Regions from separate parts of the Gossypium hirsutum genome. Here region 2 is linked to region 1. The links are chromatin contacts, called in public Hi-C maps. All regions are on one chromosome and are shown on one strand. The core of a region is the stretch at or near the end of the contact, and the rest is flanking DNA. Distances in the headings are between cores, read along the strand shown. Region 1 holds the start of LOC107912649. Region 2 holds the start of LOC107917923 (polypyrimidine tract-binding protein homolog 2).

Region 1 (5,496 bases), core at 676-3,175:
AAAACCTCAACTCCTATATTTATCAAGGTCTGCCAACCAAATGCAAACATCAAAGGGGCAGATCATCACTTTTTTTATTTTTTGGCTATGGCGCAGTCATTACGGCCATTGTAACCTATAATAAACCTGTTTTTTTTTACCAAAAGTTAATGTGTTAATAATGTTAAAACATAATTCCAGTTGAAAGTAACATATTCATAGAGTAAATAAACGAAATTTCAATTACTATGCTAGTTTCATAGGAATTTTCAGCAACCAAACAGACAGTAAAAGAGGAAACAAATAAATAAGACAGTTACAGTTTGTGTTCTTTTCACATATAGTTGTCAAGCTACCAAACAAATCTAAGATAACCACAATCAAAACAAACAATTTTAACGGACTAAATGAAAAAGAAAGAATACAACTGTTTGATCTCCAAGAAAATGGAGGAAACTAAAAGTTCATTATCTCTTTCACTCTTAGCTCTCTATTTCTAAAAAGTAAAAGTATAAAAACTTTCAGACAATAACACAACAGAAAATATACTCGTGGATTTTCAGACCTCATAAAAACGGATCAACTTCGTTTAATACTAAGATTTTACGCACTGTTGTTCAAAATAAAAATAGTAAGTAAATTTTAACTTGTTTTATAACCCTAAATTCAGTCCTTAATACAGAAAGTAACTAAAAACTTTTCTGATTAGATCAAAATTAAATTAAATCATTGAGAAAACAAAAAAAAATGCAATGGTATTCAGTATTCATACTCTTTTTCCTACATTTTCTCAGCATCCAAACAATCATAAGAACTACAAAAAGTACTCACCGAAACGTAGTCCTCCACATCATCAATTCCTTCCAAGATGATTCCGGAAGACGATGCCGTTTCGCCGGACATTGTCACGAAACAAAAAGGAAATATACGGAAAAGAAATTAAGTATCAACAGGGAAACTGAAATTTAACCGAATCCGAAGAGAAATTCCACTGCATCGCGTTTGGTTTTTCTAAGTATAAAATCTTCTCTGTTTTTTTTTTCAGAGTTTGAGAGTTCTTCAGTAACCCAGCCCCGACATTTTTCTTTTCAGAAAGAATCTTCTTAACTAAGGGCCGGCTTTTATATGTAAAGGAGATTCAATCCTTACCCGGAAAGTAACCATTGTTGTCTCTTACTCTTTTCGCTCGATGTAGGAGATGAAGGAAGCGTTGACAACCTAAGTTTATCTCCTATCCAATATTCAATCAATTACAAAAATCAATTCCAGACAAACAAAAATATACAGAAGAAGAGAAGAAAAAGATAAACTCACCGGCACAGGGCAGAGAAAAAAAGAACCAGCAGAGGGCAGAGATGAGGGCAAAGAACCAGCAGAAAGCAGAGAGTAAAGAGCAAACAAGGGCGTTCGTGTGTGTGGCTAAAAAAGTAAATGAACCAGCCAAAAGCACTTTTTGGCTGAAAAGCTAAAAATTTTTACTTCTCGTCTTACCAAAAGCACTTCTCAGCTTCTGAGAATTTGTTACCAAATGAAACTTGTTCTTCATTGCTTTTTAAAAAAAGCATTTTTTTAAGAAAAAACTCGTACGTTAAGTAATGAAGAACATAGCCTTACTCAAAATCCAAGAACTAAAAGTGAATTTCGAAAAGAATAAAAAACTCTTTATTCGAGTTAAAAGAAATTTTTTTATCTTTGGCACTAGATGGAGACATTAGAGGTCAGAACTAAGCGTTGTGGTTCGCTCATTGCATCACATACTTGTTTCTAGAATCTAATTTTTTTTTTTCAATTCAAATCGTTGAAGTTATATTTTCTAACATTCTTCCAATCCGGATTTGTTCCTCACATATAGTTCCAAGGGTTACAATTGTCGGAATATTTTTTTCGCTGCGCCACAGAGCGTACTAGTGTTCCAACAGGAAGCCTCGTAACAACCCGTGGGTTCCCAAGCCTACAAAATTCCTTACTTAAAAGTTTTATTACCCCGACAAGCCTGGTTACTTGGTCCTGCTAATGTTTGGTTTGTTTTTGAAAATCTGAGCCCAATAATTCCGTCCATTTGATTAATCCATGCAGTAGCACTTAAGTGCATTGACTAGAGGATTTAGGCCTTTTATTTCCATCAACAAAGTCAACTAGATGGTCTTTTGTATCAACGCTCTTGGAACCTTTATCCAACCCCTTATCCGAGCCCATATTATCAAGTAGCACCTTATCTATATTAGAAGTCCCACCTAAATTGATTCCAAGATTAATGCTAATCACGATAAAAAAATTGAATTAGAGTAATCATCTCTCAGGTAATAGGCATTCAAATTAACTCCATTAAAAATTACGGATTCGCCCCTTCCTCCTCCACTCCAATAGGAGTTACTTCTCACCTTGTATTGCTCGAATTCAACAATAGCTTTCAGTATGACACAACCGACCATGGAGAAAGCATAATAACTTCAGTCTTCATATGGAAATCTCGCATACACTTGCTGATTCGTTGCAAAAATAATTTTTTCCTTCTTAATTCTCAGCGGAGGTCTCGCATCAATTTTAACATGAAGCCACATCTATCCTCAACCCCCTCCTGCATTGGACTTCACATTATAAATGATAAATGTTCCAACAAAATTTCCTACCTACCTTTCCATAGATATCAAACCTAGTGGCAATTCATGAATTTACAACCAAAATTCTATTAAAAAAACAGTGCTACCTACCTTGGATCATCTTCACCAGACAATAGATGGATCAAGAGCAAATGGTTATTGAACATCTACGACCCCATTTATAACCCGATCAACATAAATTTCAAAATAAAATCGAAACAAGTGCCTCTTATCTCACAAATCATAGAGTGCAACACCTCCAATTGGTTCCACAAGTTTACAAATGTGTTTTTTATGGAGTGAAAGTAAATCAAACATGCTGTTAAAATATATCTAACAAGACAAGTCTCATACATAATCATTCCAAATTCACTGCCCAAATCAATTAGCCATGGCTCCTCCTAACTATCCTCTATAGAGGGATTCACTATTTCACTCTCCATTTCTTTATGATTAAATTCTCCTATTAATCTTTGTAATGATTCGATTTTTAGTGGTATTAGAAATTATGGTTTTAAGATCTTATTTTTGTAATTCGAGTTCGTAAATAATAAATAAAGATATTTACAGAGTTATTATATAAAAAGTAAGCGAGGAAAGAGTATTTATATTTATTTTATTTTACTTTACGTTTGTTACCCTCGTGCAATAGAGTTTATATATGGTGAAATGAAGGAATTCACTAAGTTCTATTGAACTTACAGGAGTTGTTTAATGTTTGTAGGTTTTGCAAGGTTGAATGAGGACTTAGTGGAGGGACCCAGCCAGACAGGGAGGAGATCAATGATCTTAGTTAGTTAGAGTCATGCACATATAAAGGGGGTACTATTGGAGGCTTCGCCCCGGATTTAATTATGTAGGGACCAGATAACATCCATCGAATCTATATTTTTAGATAATAAATAGTAGCTAAACGTTAAGAGTTTTTTTGTATACAGTTAGATTGATTTGAAATAGGAATTGTGAGGATATAAACATTTAGTGGCTTAAGGCCTTTGCTGTAGGAATTATTATTGATTTCATTATTAGATTGGTTTATTTAAAGTCTGTTTATTGATAGTTAAGTTAGCAATTATTAAGTATAGGTCCATTTGTGATGCTACATACTCGGATCCGACAGATGGGTTGGGCATGGGGTGTTACACTACTAGCTATTTGGACAATGTTGAATATAGTTTGCATGCCTGAAAATCATCATTGTTGGGCAACCCAAGGTGGTAGATTGTACAAATAGAGGCATCATTTCCAGGCAACTCGGGGTGATGGATCCGCATATCTGTTCTGAGTCTGTGTCTAGTTAATAGGGTTATAAAAACATGAATTGGCCAAATGATATATGAGATGAAATGTGATACATGATAGCATAAGAAAGACATGTGAAACGGTTAAACATGCCTGATAGCAAATAGAAAGAGTTAAAAAATGAATTGTTTCAATTCAAAAGTAAAAAGTGCTATGATCAAATGATACAAATTGAATAGAAATGCAAACATAATTGATATTGGTATATTGGTAGGATATGCTCAATTAGCTTGTTAATTGTGGTAATGTATAATTGATTCATTTGGCATAATGGTACACCTAATAAAATATACATTTTGATATGTGAATTGAGAATTAGTACGAATTGTATATGTATTAGTTGATATTAGAATTTGGTATTGAGTATATGCAATTGGTATAAACTTGTTTTATATTAACTTGAATCATTGAAATACCACTAAGTATTTTCCCTGAGCATACCATTTGTTTTCTCCATGCACATGTATAGTTGATTCCCGAGAGTGCGTGCAGTAGATCCAACATCCATGAAGCGATCCCCGACTTAGCAAAGTTTGTATAATTCTATTTTGTCTAAGTATGACATGTACCTAGATTGAGTCGGTTTAAGGTATAATAGATGACCATGTTGTATTTGAAACTTGAAATAGTGGCTTGTAAATGGTTAAATGGTTGAATTGCATATGTGAAATTGGCATATAGTTGGCGTGTATGAAAGTTTGCAGGTTGAGACTTATATATATGCTTGTATATGTCAATTTTGATAAGTGGATGATAATATAGTGTAGGTGTTTAAGTTAATGTATTTGTTTAGGTAATCTAAATACATATATGATGAGGTATTCTAGGATTAACATTTAGGAATGGTGTATTTGGCTGAAAATATGTTATAGAAGTGTAAATTGGTAGATTTGGTATTTATATGTTGGTGCCAAATTGGTACCATTTAGAAATAGTATGTCACGTCGTGACATTGAGCATTTGTTGTTGCGATTTTATGGGACCATTTGTTTCATCATTTAATAATGTTTACACTATTCTCACTGTAGATTATGTATCTAAATGGGTAGAAGCTAAAGCTACCCGACATGTCGATGCTAAAATTGTACTGGATTTTCTAACGAACTTTATTTTTTCCAGGTTTGGCACATTGAGAGCATTAATCAGTGATCAAGGAACTCATTTCTGTAATAAGGTAATTGATACTCTACTGAAAAAGCATAGGGTGACACAACATGTGGCCACAGCTTATCACCCACAAACAAACGGTCTAGTGGAAGTTTTAAACCGTGAAATAAAGTCGATTCTAGAAAAGACCGTGAAACTTAATAGGAAAGACTGGAGCTTACGTTTAAACGATGCATTGTGGGAGTACCGAACTGCTAACAAGAGACCCATAAGAATGTCCCCTTACCAACTCATATTCGGTAAACTGTATCACCCTCTAGTAGAGTTAGACCATAAGGCATTTTGGGCAATAAAAAGATGCAACATGAAGTTATACATAGAAGGTAATTATCAAAAATTAGATATTCAAGAGCTTGAAGGGATCTGACGTGACGCATATGAAACGCCCAAATTTATAAAGACAAAACCAAGGCGTTTCATGACCAAAGAATATCTCATAAACAATTTT
Region 2 (5,223 bases), core at 1,606-4,105, 220 kb after region 1:
AGGGATGATTCGTCCATCCAAGGCACCTTTTGCAGATGTGGCTGTTTCTGCATCTGAAAACTGCACCAAAGCCTACACAAAAAGCAGGATATATACTGAGCTTAATTCAAAAGCCAAAAAAAAACAACAGATACCAAAAGAAAATTTAATTCATTGACCTGAAATCCAGCTGTCTTCTCAAAGGTAGTAATTTTATGCACAAATCCAAAAGCTGAAAATACCTGCATTATTTAATACTTTTACAAAGATGAACTAACAAAAATCAAGCAAAAGCACTCCAAAAAGCAATTCCGATCTTCAGTTCTATAAAAGGTTTGCCAGAAAATAAGGAATAGAGATAAGTTAACATATCCACAATATTCAGCATGGAGACGACAATATAACTTATTAACAGACTACAGTTTGACAAACCTAGATTTTACAAGGAAATTGACAAGATCAGTACATGCCAAATTAATTTCACCAGGAAGGTGTAATGCCACAAAAGATGAAAAGAGTGAAGATGAAAAATCCAACAAAGGAGTTCTATGAAACCTCAGAAATTTACAAATAAAACCAGGCTACAGATCAGACTGCTCAAATTTCATTTTTTATCAAGTTCTATGAAATATCATTTCTCTCAACTTATAAGTTAAGAAACTAATTCAATCACCATTCTTCCCTAAGGATAAAATGTAAATCTCCAGTCTCCACCTGCTTCAAATAAATTGCAGCAAACTGCAGACAAGGGGACAGATATTAATTGCTCTAGGATTTTAATCATTAAAGCCCATGAAGGAGGATGTCAAAGGAAAAAGTTGCTAGAAGTACCAGATTCTAGAATCAGAATCAGGCTAACCCCAGGCAGAAAGAAGATACCGCTAACTGAGGACTAACGATAGGCACCTAATTGTAAAATATTTTGATATATATTTATATATGCATGTATATAGCGCATATATATACATAGACCACTCATGTCTCTATAAAAAGTTGGAATGTACCTAAGATAAATAACCCGGTTCTTTAGTAGAATTATATCCAGGCAAACAATTAACTCCTAAAAACAGATATATAGAAAATAAAAAGAGAAAACTGAGACTGTGACAACTAGCTGCCTCATATTACTCCTATATCACTAAGAGCTTCTATTAATAATTATAAATAAAGTTTTATCCCAAAATGGGGAAAGATAAATATGTTAGCATGAGCAGAAACAGACAGAAGGATCTTTCGATCTTTCACAAGCTAATGTTGATGACAGTCCAATTCTGTGAATAAAGGGCACAATGGACAAGAACCAAAGCCGGTTACTTGGATGATTGGCTGCCTAATCAAAGTTTCTAAAAAGAACTACCAATTCAGGGAGGCACTTGCCTTAAGCACCTTTTGTTCTAATAAGACAGTGCCCTATGCACCTAAGCATGCACCTCCCTTAATGCTACCATCGATTCAGGGTCTGAGACACTTGTTTGGACATTGCTTCACCTTATTGCCAAGAAATCTGAAGCACTTGACTACCTTGTTCATGTTCAATGAGGAGGGACGATTTTGGCACTCAGCAAAACTAGCAACTATTATATCGAACAAATATATAATACAGACCATATATGCAAAAAAAAAAAAATGTAAATGGAGCACAAACTTCATTGCCAGCAGCAGCACAAACAAAAAACATAGTGACACCAAACATCTAAAAAGTCCAAGGGTGCACATGAAGAAGAAATGAAAAAAAAAATCCTAAATGGTAGGAATAGGAGGTAAGTAAGGAAGAGAGAGGCAGTGTTAAGGAAAGGAGAAAGGAGACAAACACACATGTTCTCTTTCTCACGATGCACTAAGCTGCCATTGGAGATTATTCCCTTGACATGATCCTGCTGATCCATTCACATTCATGTCAAAACACAAAAGCTTTTCTCCAAAAGAGCGTGACAAAAACTACACAATCCTAGTTATTACATAAACTCATATCAAACAACAACTTAGAAATAGTAACTTCACACCCTTCTAAACCAAAAGGAGAAAAGACATACGCCATCCTTACCAAGTGCAATACATCTATGGAGACAAGCCGTGCATCTTGACCTTCGATTGTTACCAACAGTACATTCCCGGCAACATCTGCGGTCGTTTTGTTGTTTACAATTTCTTGCCTGTTAGAATATTGCAGGTAGACCGTTTTACCCCTTACTTGAGCAGGCTCTGAAGATGAAGCATAATACGATATCATGGCAATAGCTTGATTCAAGTCAGCCTAAAAGGTAAACAAAAACATATATTTAATTACTAACTTCACTAACATGGTGGAAGAAATTTGACCAGAATTTTTTTTAAAAATCTGATTAAACTTACGAATTCAATGAAAGCTTGATTACGATTGGCTCCAACATTGCACTTGGTGTTAACGACCTTACCAAATGGCTTCCCCAGCTCGATCAACTCTTCCTCCGTACACTCCCATGGCAAGTTTCTCAAATGCAGCACCTTAGATGGGGGTTGAGTGTAACGGAACTGCGGCTGACTTGATACCGAGGCCATCCCGTTCGGAAATCAACCCCTCTAAAAATCTTTGGCAAGAGAAGACAGATCAGAAACCCTAGATGCCAAAAGAATATATGTTTAATTCAAAATCGAAATATATACATAGATCAATCAAAACCAGGAAAATGCAATGAAATTAAGGGAATAAAATAAACCTGAAAAGAAAAAGAAATTAATGAGAAAATCCGTGGAAACCTCTGAAGTTCGTTAAGTTAGGGTTTCAAGGAATTTGAGATAAATTGGTATGGTAGACTTTCCTTTCGTTTTGATTTTATTAAGGGATGGGTATCGTCATGGGCTTTTGGCGCCGATGGGCGTTATGTATTAGGGAAGGAGAGATTGGATTGGATTGTATTTTCCCTTCTTTTATTACTTTTCTTCAGAAACAAAAGGAGCGGACTTTACCCGACCCGAGGCAGCGGTTTTTCTTTTCGTTTTGGGCCTTTTGGCCACTAAGGCAGCGTCTTCGGATTCTTAAACTTTGGTGCCCACGTTGCTGTGGAATATAAATACGTGCAACTGGAGAATTATTTACGACTACTTTTGAAAAATACTAATATTTAGAAAAATTGTTTTTGAAAAATATTTTTCAATATTTTAATTTAAGATATAATTTTTAATATAATTTTAATTTTTTTAAGAAATAAAATGTTCATCTTAAACACAATGCTGTAAAGTAAAAATATGTGTTTAAATAATATTTAAATTCGTTAATATTATGATATTTTAATAATATTCTAAAAAATAATATATTATAACTTATTATTGACATATGAAATATAAATTATGAATATTTTTGAATTAATTACTATTAATGATTATTTATTTATAAATTTTAATTTCAATATGTAATATATATTTTAAATATTAAAGTATAATAATTACAAATTTAAATATATATTGTTATATATTTGAAATAAATTTTGATAAGAAAATAATTGTATAGGTAATTTAAATATTACGTAAAATACATTAAGTCATTTGACTCCAAAGGTATATTTCCCACACGCAAAAGCTAAAAATGCTTTTGAGTTTAGGTACAAAAGTATTTTTCATTTCAAAAGTTGTCTATTTAACATTGTTTATAATTCCAAATAAAGTTTTATTAAACCGTTAGGAAAAAATAAAATTTAAGATTAACTATTACAAACATAAATACAATATATATTCATAAATACAATACAAGTATAAATATATGTCCAAACAAATACAATGTAAAATTAAATCAATTAAGAAGCACAATCAATGAAAAAAAATCAAATAAATCCTATCCATGGCAGATAAATATGTTGAAACTGAAACCTCACATATCACAATTACACATAATAAGGCTTGAACATAAGTACTCAAAGACCTAAAACTTCACATTAACTAACAATACTAAAACCTAATTCCCCATTGAAAAAATAAATAAATAAAATCAAAATTAACACTTTCAATTATTTAAATTTATAAACAAATTTTATGATGATCAAAACCACTTAATATAATCAAAACCACTTAATATAATTTTCTTCTATAAAAATGTGAAAATAATAAGTAAACTATGACTTATTGAAAAACTTTTATTTTAATTTATTTCTTTTGGTATTATCTTTTAAACATTTCACATTTAAACTTTTGCTTTGTTTAAACTAACTTGAAGTGCTTTAAAAAATTTAAAGATGAAAATGTAAAATAAAATTATCATAATTTAAAATTTATATTTATTAAATTTTAATTATATTTTGTACTTAAATATTTTAAGTAATATACTAAATAGATAAGTTAAATTTAGTATTTAATTTTTGGATTAATATATTTCTTACCTAAGTTTGACACCTTTTTCTAATGGGATATCAGTGTTATTTTTGGTCCAATTTGATATATGTATTTGACAAAAGTTATATATTTTGGTACCTAAAGATAAAAAAAGTTAACTTATTAGTGTTTAATTTGGGTTTTAGGGTTGATTTAATGAAAGTTAATTGTTATCATCATTAAGTTTGATATTTCCATGATTTTATTAATAGAATAAACTTAGTGCTAATTGTGAACTTGTTTAATTTCGTTTTAACTTATTAAATACAATCTAATGAATGTCATTTAATTCTAATTTTAGGGTTGATTTGATGAAAGTTAATTGCTAATATTATTAGCTAATTATGAATTTTTATCAAATCAATTCTAAAACCCAAATTAAACACTAAAAAGTTGACATTGTTATTTTCATGTACCAAAATGTATGACTTTTGTCAAATACAGGTACCACTTGGACCAAAAAACAACAATGTACCACATTAGAAAAAAAATGTCAAACTTTCGAACCAAATTATGCACTAAGCCTTAATTTCAATATTTAATTTTTAACATTTAACTTTTAGTTTATCAAACAACACTTAATTTAAAACAATTAAAAATTACCACGGGTTCAAACCATGTCATTCCCACTCCCTCCCCGAAAATTGTAATGATAAAAAATGCTCTATTCTTTGCTCTCCCTTGTTGGTAGCAATGATGCCTTGGGTAAGTCAATCGCGCGTAGTGATGGTATTGGTCATTTAATCAAAAAGTTAGGTTATGGGAGGATGATCCACCCAAAGACGGTGGAATTGGTATAGATCCTCTGAGTCTTATGAAGGAATCCTTTAGAGATAAGTTTCTTAAATCTTTCAATTTGAATACCAATAATTAGCTTATTGAGGAAGATGATGATATTGATTT

Evidence for each region. Hi-C and Micro-C count contacts between places; a contact is called where the count stands out from the background.
Region 2: a Hi-C map of leaf shows a contact between it and region 1, with 2.3 times the contacts expected there. The contact joins the promoter of LOC107917923 here to the promoter of LOC107912649 in region 1. A contact is called at or near these places in 2 of 34 Hi-C or Micro-C datasets (both in leaf).

The regions. Positions count from the first base shown.
Region 1 is chrD08:37,288,935-37,294,430 of Gossypium_hirsutum_v2.1, forward strand. It overlaps LOC107912649, which reads right to left and starts at 1,926. Exons shown (of 6, transcript XM_016840932.2): 1 at 1,294-1,926; 2 at 1,129-1,210; 3 at 811-839. The coding sequence starts at 1,143.
Region 2 is chrD08:37,510,020-37,515,242 of Gossypium_hirsutum_v2.1, forward strand. It overlaps LOC107917923 (polypyrimidine tract-binding protein homolog 2), which reads right to left and starts at 2,856. Exons shown (of 11, transcript XM_016847341.2): 1 at 2,676-2,856; 2 at 2,332-2,575; 3 at 2,024-2,233; 4 at 159-221; 5 at 1-72. The coding sequence starts at 2,517.